Regions from separate parts of the Mus musculus genome. Here region 2 is linked to region 1. The links are chromatin contacts, called in public HiChIP or PLAC-seq maps. All regions are on one chromosome and are shown on one strand. Each heading gives the region's core, a stretch centred on a gene start, on an enhancer-like site or on the middle of the called end of the contact. The rest is flanking DNA. Distances are from core to core; before and after follow the strand shown. Region 1 overlaps Tmprss11c (transmembrane protease, serine 11c). Region 2 overlaps Tmprss11e (transmembrane protease, serine 11e).

Region 1 (4,501 bases), core at 1,776-4,275:
TAGCAAGGAAGTCATGGTTCACAAATAAAGCATATAGCTTTCTGCACATGAAGTTAGTTGCTAGGGTCAGAGAGCTCCAGAGAGAGTTCCTGGGCCTGGGATCTTTTTTTTTTTTTTTTTTTTTTTTTTTGAGACAGGGTTTCTCTGTATAGCCCTAGCTTTCCTGGAACTCACTCCGTAGACCAGGCTGGCCTCGAACTCAGAAATCCACCTGCCTCTGCCTCCCGAGTGCTGGGATTAAAGGCATGCACCGCCATGCCGGGTGGGCCTGGGATTCTTACGTGTAGACAGAAAATACAAATGACATACATTGAGTGCTTTCAGGACATACACTCTGGATTACTTATCTATTTCTATCACCTTATTCTATCTTCACACTAATTTGGAAGTAAGGCTTTGGAAAGTTAAGGAACTTATGCTAATTCTTCCCTTTAGAATTTGGCAGATCCGAAATTCAAAATGCACATGTGCTGATTCTAAGTTCTTAATTACCACTGTTTGTCCCCAGGTCCCCTCTGCCACCATGGCATGTGATAACGCTCTGCATTTTAAATCTACGATATCAGTCAGTTTAAGGATAACTACCAACCAGGTAGCATACGCCAGCTGATATGAGGCCCCCAACACATATACTGAGTCTGGGTTCATGCACCTAACCCTCAAGAGACTGGAGGCCCCAGGGAGTTTAGAGGCCTGGTGGGGTGAGAGGTGTGGGGGTTGTCACATCCTGGTGGAGACAGGGGGCGGGGAGGAGGTATGGGATATGGAACAGTTAGAAGGTGGACTGGGAGGGGGTGGACTGGAAAAAATGGCTAAAGAATTAAAAAAAAAAGAGATAACTATGGTAACACACACATTTCTAAAATAAGACTTCTTATTACAACACAACTGCAAGTTTTCTTGGCATTCTAAGACTGAAGAATTGAAAGAAAATAACGTTATTGATAAACTTACATGTATTGAGAAGATCTTCTGCTATTGGCATTGCAATGTCTAAAAGTCAAGAAAATAAAATTATTTACATTTATAAACACATTTTATTTTTAAAATGAATTGTACTTATGTTGTTTTGGCAATAACTTGTAAACATTTTATCTATTTTGATTGCCAGTTTTGTTTGTGAACTAATATATAAAAAAATAAAATATTTATACTTACTTCTAAAACACTAAAGTTCCTCATAATTTGCAAAACAATTTTACTTTTGAAATGCTCTAAAATATAGGAGAAGTGGTAATCTTCCATCAGATCCTAGAAGACACCCTAACAATAATCCTATGAACTAAGATGTTACCTTTACTGCACTTTTAAAATTGAAATGAATGTTTTGGTTAACATATGAAGACATTGGTTTCCTTGTGATATTTTCAGATACATATAACACGTACAGTTAAACTTTGTTCTTGTTCTCTCTCAATGTTCTATTCTGCCTCTCCTCATCTGGCTTTCCCTTTTTCTTCCCAACATAGGCCACGTTTCTGCTTTCTTGACATGTACTCCATTATTCTCCTTTGTTCCTATTCCCTCAACCCTTTAGAGCTCCTCCTTTTTTATAAATTTGCCACACAACACACACACACACACACACACACACACACACACACACACACACACACACACACACACACACTTTCCATCAAGGCTCCACAAATGAGAGAAGATGTATTTGTGTCTTTGCGTTTGGCTTGTTTCTCTTAACTTAATACTCGATATTGTGGCTATTTTCCTGCCGCTGTTACAATGTCATTCTTCTTCACAGAGGAACAAAATCCCCCTTTATGTAGGCATCACATTTTCTTTAGTCATCTGTTGATGAATATTTAGGCTGGTCAATATCTTGGCTTTTGTGGGCAACACTGTAATACATATGGATGTGCCAACTTAGGGCCATTTAGATGTGTGTCCATGTGTGGAACATCTGGGTCAGGTAGTAGTTTTGGTTTAGTATTAGCATTTTGTGTGTGTGTGTGAGTGTATGTGTGTGTGTGTATGTTAAGTGAATTTTTACTATACTATAAAATTTACATTCTTTGTGTGCTATGGCTCAATTGTTTGTTGTCCCATTGCCCATTTAGTTTGGATCAAAAGGGTTTAACTTGGCAATAAGACATAGTTTAAAATTTTCTTCTCATTCCTGGATAGATTTGGAAAAGAATCATTTATAACAGATAGTTTTGCTATGCAGCCCATTTGTGAACAGAATCTCAAATTTTCTCAATTGATGTGGGAAAAGAGGAGAGGGAGAAAATAAATGAGTCACATGTCAAATCTCATATGTAGAAAACTGTCACTTCATTAGCCAGTTTTACTTAAAGAGTTCAAAAAGGCATTATCAACTGTACGATAAGGTAAACACTATAAATGTCTATGCTGATTCATTTGATGTTCTTGATTTCTACAAATCCAGGAAGAAGTGTCCAAACTCCATGTCCATTACACTTGCCATTTTACAGTTGGTTGCACAATAAATCAGAAAGACAAAAGAATCCTTTACCAGATGCTGACCTGTCTAAATGAAAGGCAAAGGCACTTAGCAGTCAGCTGGGCTAGAGAAGAAAGGGGCCACGCCTACGTGAGGAGATGTCTTACTGCTATTTTCCAGAGGTTGTTTTGTGTTTGACATGGTATATATAGTTTAGTTTTGAATTTTTGATGCTTGGCAACTTATAAAATCATATTGAAATTTTTAGAAAGAAACTTAAATGGACTGGACAATTATTGTCATAATCTTAATTGATAGTTCTAAAACTCCATGGTATTTGTGTGTTTTCTTTTCTTGAGGTTTTCTTTATTATTGTGTTCCTTGCCAAAGAAAACAAATGTATTAGATATGTAGTTTGCTTTTTAAAGGTGGTGCTGTTCCATAGCTTAACAGAGAATAGTTACTATAACTTCCATGTGTGGATGGCCAGCTACAATGAATTGAGAAACGACTTAAGCCAGTTTCTTTTCAGACTGAGTCACAGTGGTGGCTGTCTGCATTTCCTACCTTTTAAGTCTTCTGACTCACACTCAGAGGTTGGAAGTTTTGTGGCTTGACCTCCCAACCACAACTTCAGCATGGTAACCTAAGAGACTCTGTTTACTGTGGACTGCATTGAGGAAGTCATAAAAAACAATAGTTCTGTCTCTGCCAAGGAAGATGTGGATCAAAGGATGGTAAGAGTCCTGGGAGTGGTGGCTCACAGCTGTAATTCCAGTACTCCATGGCTAAGGGATGAGTGAAGCTGAGGCCAGACCAGTTTATAGGACAGGAAAACTAAAAACTCAGACAGCCCAGCAAACAGGCATTGGTCTTCTCCAAGGGCTTAAGTTATCAAAGTACAGACATGGATTTATCCTCAGTGAATCAAACATTCATAATTAACTTAAAATTAATGTCTAGCTCTGTCCAGTTTCCTGTGTTTGGCTTTATGGCTGACCTGTAGATGATTGAATGCACCACCAAACGTTAAGCAAAAGGGGAGGATTTGAATGGCTGACAAAATATTCTTTTGGGAAGGAGTTGAGGAATTTATTTTAAGGCCAGAGATATATAGGTATGATATGGTTGGAGGTTGAATATTAGATTTGAAACATATTCTCTAATTAATATTGTAGAACATCCTTCTCTAGTGTTCATGGTTGGAAAGCATGAGAAGCAAGTTTGGATGGACTGGAGGATTCCTGTCCTGGGCTTGGTGGTGCCTCCTTTTTAAAATCTAACACTGAGTTGACAGAGGGGCTGGATTTCTGTGAGTTTGAGGTTAGCCTGGTACATGAAGCAAGTTCCAGGCCAGCCAAGATTACAGTGTCCTGGATGGTGGTGGCACACACCTTTAATCCCAGCACTTGGGAGGCAGAGGGAGGCAGATTTCTGAGTTCGAGGCCAGCCTGGTCTACAAAGTGAGTTCCAGGACAGCCAGGGCTATACAAAGAAACCCTGTCTCGAAAAAACAAAAACAAACAAAAATTACATAGTGAGATTATGTCTCAAGGAAGAACAAGGAGGAGGGGGACAGAGAGGGAAAGGGAGGAGGAGGGGAGAGGAGGAAGAGGAGGAAGATGAGGAGGAGGAGGAGGAGGAGGAGGAGGAGGAGGAGGAGGAAGAGCTCTCACTTTATACCCTTATACTCTTTAACCCTAGCTTGTGCATTAGTGAATGAGTTCCAAGCCAAGAGAACGACATAGAAAGATCTATCTCAATAAAGCAAGCAAGCAAGCAAGCAAGCAAGCAAGCAAGCAAGCAAGCAAGCAAGCAAACAAACAATAGCTAGATAAAGATTTATAAAAGGAAGACTCCTCTACAATCTGATTTCTAGCAAACTTCTTTCCTTGGGAGAAAAAAATCTGAAGCAAATTGTAAAATTCTAAGAACAAGGAATAACTTTACTTTTTTACAGTAGTAGCAGGCTCATTCATAACATTAATTATATAGATTTATAATTATAGAATAATATATATTAATTATATATATTAATTATATAGACTTTAATGATATTTATGTAAATTTGTTACTCTA
Region 2 (4,986 bases), core at 1,574-4,073, 490 kb after region 1:
GGCATTATGAGCTCAGCTAAGGGGATTGTGCCTCATTTCCCACCCACTGCCCATTGCCCACTCTGCACTTTATGTTGACAAAAACATGGATTGTTAGGACCTGTTGATTTTCACTCTTCCTTATATTTTTAAACTAAGGCAGAAACACAATAAAAAGTATATGTATGTGTAAGTAGTGTGCTGTCTACGTTTATATCAGCCTGACACAAACTAGAATTATCTGAAAGGAGAAAAGCTCATTTGAGAAAATGCCTCCAATAAGTACCAGCTGTAAGGCATTTTTTCCTAATTAGTGATTGATGGGGGAGGGCTCAGCCATTGTAGGTGATGCCACTCTTGGGCTGGTGCTCCTGGGTTCTGTAAGAAAATAGTCTGAGCACGCCATGAGGAGCAATCCAGTAAGCAATACCCTTCTGTGGCCTCTTGAATTCCTCCCCTCAGTGCTTTTCAGGATGAACTGTTGTAGGGAACTGTAAGTGAAATAAACCCTTCCCTCCCCAAGTTGCTTTGGGTCATGGTGTTTCATCACAGCAACAGTAACCCTAATGAAGATCGTTAGTATGCTTTCACTGTTACTTTTTTAATGCATTTTTATACTGCTTACATCTATAGATGTGTACCGCTTGCATGCCTAGTGCCTATGGAGACCAGATGAAGGTATCAAATCCTCTGGAATTAGAGTTACAGATGGTTATGAGCTATGGTGTGAGACTGGGAGCTGAACCTGAATCTTCTACAAGAGAAATGCTCTCTGTTGAATTGTCTTTCCAGCCATTATTGTTAATTTGTTAAGAAGAAATTTAAGCAAGTTACTCTTATAAAATTGCAAAAAAAAAAGCCATATTTCTATTTTATTCATTGATGTGCAAAACACATCTATAAAATCTCTAAAAGTATCACCTTAGCCTCTGTGAACTGAATTATGTGTCTAGTTCCTATAACAATAATTATAAATAATTCCCACAATGAAGTTGCAATTAAAACAAGAAAGTCATCTAGTTGCCAAACAACTATTTACATTTTATTTTTACAACATCAATGCAAATAAAGAAAAACTGTTTTTATTTCCAGCTCTGGATATTAATTTAGGGCTGATGGTGGGTAATTTCATCTATCAATGTTCTTATCATAAAGGTTTTTATGTCTCCTACATTGAACTGAACTGATTTAACATGACTTATAATGGTGTGTGTGTGTGTGTGTGTGTGTGTGTGTGTATACTATTGTTATTGCTACTAACTTACATTTGTGGATAAAAGAAGGCAGCAAATTGTATTTAAAAATATTGCCTGGTGTGGTAGTGTATGCCTTTAATTCCAGCACTCTGGAGGCAGAGGCAGGCAGATTTCTGAGTTCAAGGCCAGCCTCGTCTACAAAGTGAGTTCCCGGACAGCCAGGGCTACACAGAGAAACCCTGTCTCGAAAAACCAAAAATAAATTAATTAATTAATTAATTAATTAATTAATTTAAAAAATGAAAATGGTACTACACAGAGAAACCCTGTCTCGAAAAACCAAAAATAAATAAATAAATAAATAAATAAATAAATAAAATGGAAATGGCACTAAAGGTTTTTGCACAGAGTATGCAAATCCTTCAGTCATGCCACAACACAGGGAGGTTTCTAGAAGACAGCCTCCAAACAAAACTAAACAAAATATACAGCAGAGGGAGAAAAACAAGCCCTGATCTGGTATCTTCTCTTTGGCACCCATAGGAAAGAACAGAGTGGTTGTTTAGCAACACCATTATTAGGCCTCCATAAAATGCACAGCATGTAATATACTAAACTTCAGCCTCTATGATTAACGTCTAAGCAAAAATAGCTGCCTAACACTTACTACGTCCTCAATACTGGTGGTGTCGATCACAGTTCATTAAAAGGAATTTGATAGGAAGGGAACTCTATGAAATCAGTCAGATATAAAGCACTCCAATAAACTTTTAAAATATCTGACCAGATTTTAGAAGCACTATTGTATTGTAAAATAGCTAAAGATTATTGGAATGGTAGGGATAAAAGGCTTTTAAAATATCTCATTGTTTGATAAACCAGTAGGTTCTAAGTAGATATTTTAACAGAAATCCTGTATTTAACTATTAAATTAGTCAAACCCCATAGTTTAACCATTTCTGTATTAAATCTACCACAAAACTCAGGTGATTTTTTTTGCAGTAGTGCTGGCAAGACTGCACATGAAAGCATCAGACCCCATAAAAGTTTTATGTAAATGCTAGTAGTGTGTCTGCAGTGCAGACGGGATGTGATCTACATGACCCTACCGTCCATCTCTTTATAAACTTCCCAGCCAGATATGCTATGACTCAGGAGACCACAAATGACATACATGCTGACACTGTGCCCAACCTCTAGAAATTAATAATTATGGATAGATGGAATACCATAATTTTTACAAAAAGATGCCATTGAATGGTTAGGTCTAGATAGGATTACACTTATAGTTGATCTATTGTAAGCTTTAGTATCACTAATGTTTACTGTCCGCAAACTCTTCTGTTCAAGATAAAAAAAATAAAATGGCATGAAGAAACAATTTGGGAAAAAAAAAACCAATTTGCTATAGCAGGACAAACAAAGCACACCACTGAAGCCAGAGCTGGGGAACTGTACCTCTCAGACGGGGTGGGGCAGGAATTACCAGCCATGTCTACACTACTGTGTCATGGAGGGGTATACAGAAGGAGGGTTGAGGCAACTGAGTTGGAGACTTTTCTGCCACTTTGAGCACAGAGCTTCAGACAGTCAAACACTCTGTCATGTTAACTGTGATCCTCCCACATCCCCATTCAGACTTTGACCTTAATCCTGCTGTGAGAGTTTGCTCAACAGCAGGAACTGGCTGTGAACTTGAAGAGGAGTGACCTGTGTCTTAGTCTTACTTGGAACAGAAATCTGAGTGCAAACATCATAGAACTCCCAGTAGCCCGGCCTCCAGCAATATGATGTTATAGGCTCCTATTTTCTCAAGAATCAATGGGCATAAATGGAAATTTACCTTAGTGTCTTATAAGTATTAGCATTGAACTAATGTTCAATATCTCAGATAATCTAGAAATAATGTTTATATTATTATAATTAATGTTCAATGTACTAACCAGTTTTCATATTATTTTTCAAATGTGCTGTTTTTCTGTTGGTTACAGTTGCAGACAGTTTGACATGCAACAAGCCAAGAGACTTAAGACACTACAAGTAGTTTTTTTAATCAATAGTTTTACTTTTAGGAAATGCATATAGGAAGGAAGTTAAGAAATCTTTTACCCATCATTTTTGACACTTCTCAATGTTTTTAATCTACCATAAGTTGTGTTTTGTGTCAATTTAAAATAAAAGCCCCTGAAAATATTACATGTACCAGTTAAGTATCAAATCTATGAAAGCTTATGGTTCTTAAATACTTGTTTTCTAAGCTGGTTTTAAAATCTTTGGCCCTGATAAAGCTTAAAATTGGGATTTCCAGGTGGAACAGAAGCTAAGCCCTGTGGTTTCCTGAGAAGCAGAGAAACCCATCATCAAAGGACCCCTAAACAAGCTACAAGCTCCTGTGTATCCTGAACCCTTATTTGAATTACCTTAGCAACAGTGTGTAGTTAGAAAATGCATAGACCTCTTTTTATCATAATATGGTTGTTCAAAGGAAGTGACTTTACTCAACAAATTTCTTGCCACAAACAACAACCTGTAACATATGTGTGCTAACATTTAAACTTTAAGTGCATCATTACACACTTAACCATACTCAAAAGTTTTGGCATTTTAATATTAATACATTATTAACATTCTCAAATACTTATATAAGTAAGATATATTTTCTATGTAAATCAATAGCCTGAAACTACAATGAAGTGTTCTAATCAGAACCCCAGCGATTATAGTTACCAACATCCATGAGTTTAATTTATATCTATAAACTCATAGCTACCAAATCCACAGCTGCGACTCAGCTTCCCAACTTTAGAGCTGAGTATTCACCTGCTTCCTGTTTGTCCAGTGGCTCCATCCCTGTGCGTGAAGTTGAAACCCCTAAATGCCTATCTCAACTATTGTCCTTTTCCTTAATAAATGTTCCCTTAATAAATAGCTAGGAAACTTGAGAACCTGCAGGATAAAGGTGTTCTTCATTGATATAAGCCACCATTTGAGGTCAGGTCTGATTGCACAAGCCTATAATCCCAAATACTCAGAAGCTAACTTGAAAAACTTAATGAAACACTGTCTCAAACTTTCAAAAATAAAATTAAGGCTGGGAGATAGATAACACAGTGGTTGAAGTCTGGTTTAGACTGCTCAGGGCTTCTGGTGCTTTGAATAGGAACACTCCTCTGTCCCCCAGTGACTTGAGTGCTTAAATGCTGGGCCCAAAGGGAATGGCTCCATTAGAAGGTGTAGCCTTGTTGGAGGATGTGTGTCACTGTGGGAGGAAGCTTTGAGGTCTCCTATGCTCAAGCTATGCTCAGCATGGTATCGTCTCCTGCTGCCTGCAGATCAAGATATAGAACTCTCAGCTCCTCCTCCAGCATAGTGTCTGCCTGTACATTGTCATGCTTCCTGTCATGATGCTAATGGAGTAAACCTCTGAAACTGTAAGACAGCCCCAATTAAATGGTTTCCTTTATAAGAGTTGCTGGAGCCATGGTCTCTCTTCACGGCAATGAAACCCTAAGACAAGGCCCTAGATTCAATCTTCTGTCCCACAGAAAGAGAGTAAGGAAGAACAGAAAGAAATAGAGAGAGAGAAGGAAAACTTGCCATGTGAATAAGTAGATACCAATGGAGCCCACTGTGGTGTCTAGACTCCTGATTCGTATTTCATAACTAGAACACATATTAATTAATTAGAGATTAAATATTCTTTTTAGATCGTGACTTAGAACATATGTGCTCATTTGTGGTGAACAGCATGGGAAAAGGAGCCTAAGTACCTAATTACCAGCTACTCATCCCATAGCCGCTGGCCATCAGA

What was found. HiChIP or PLAC-seq counts read pairs in DNA pulled down with a chosen protein or histone mark.
Region 2: a contact with region 1 is called in a FOXA1 HiChIP or PLAC-seq map of pancreatic cancer cells. The contact joins two enhancer-like sites. A contact is called at or near these places in 1 of 39 promoter capture datasets (embryonic stem cells), 1 of 115 datasets of contacts at active chromatin or transcription factors (pancreatic cancer cells) and 2 of 9 other capture datasets (adipose tissue and liver).

What each region holds. Positions count from the first base shown.
Region 1 is chr5:86,242,011-86,246,511 of GRCm38.p6, forward strand. Tmprss11c (transmembrane protease, serine 11c) reads right to left here. Exons shown (of 10, transcript NM_001030297.2): 6 at 955-993. Among named protein-coding and RNA genes, the nearest start is that of Gm25473, 7.3 kb to the left of the region's middle. Within about 2 kb of position 3,026, at least 42 of the 459 cell types and tissues checked have an H3K27ac peak or open chromatin away from gene starts, as enhancers often do. A contact at or near this core is called in pancreatic cancer cells, where this site is marked.
Region 2 is chr5:86,733,173-86,738,158 of GRCm38.p6, forward strand. The region is part of intron 1 of Tmprss11e (transmembrane protease, serine 11e); the gene reads right to left. Among named protein-coding and RNA genes, the nearest start is that of Tmprss11e, 10 kb to the right of the region's middle. Within about 2 kb of position 2,824, at least 15 of the 459 cell types and tissues checked have an H3K27ac peak or open chromatin away from gene starts, as enhancers often do. A contact at or near this core is called in pancreatic cancer cells, where this site is marked.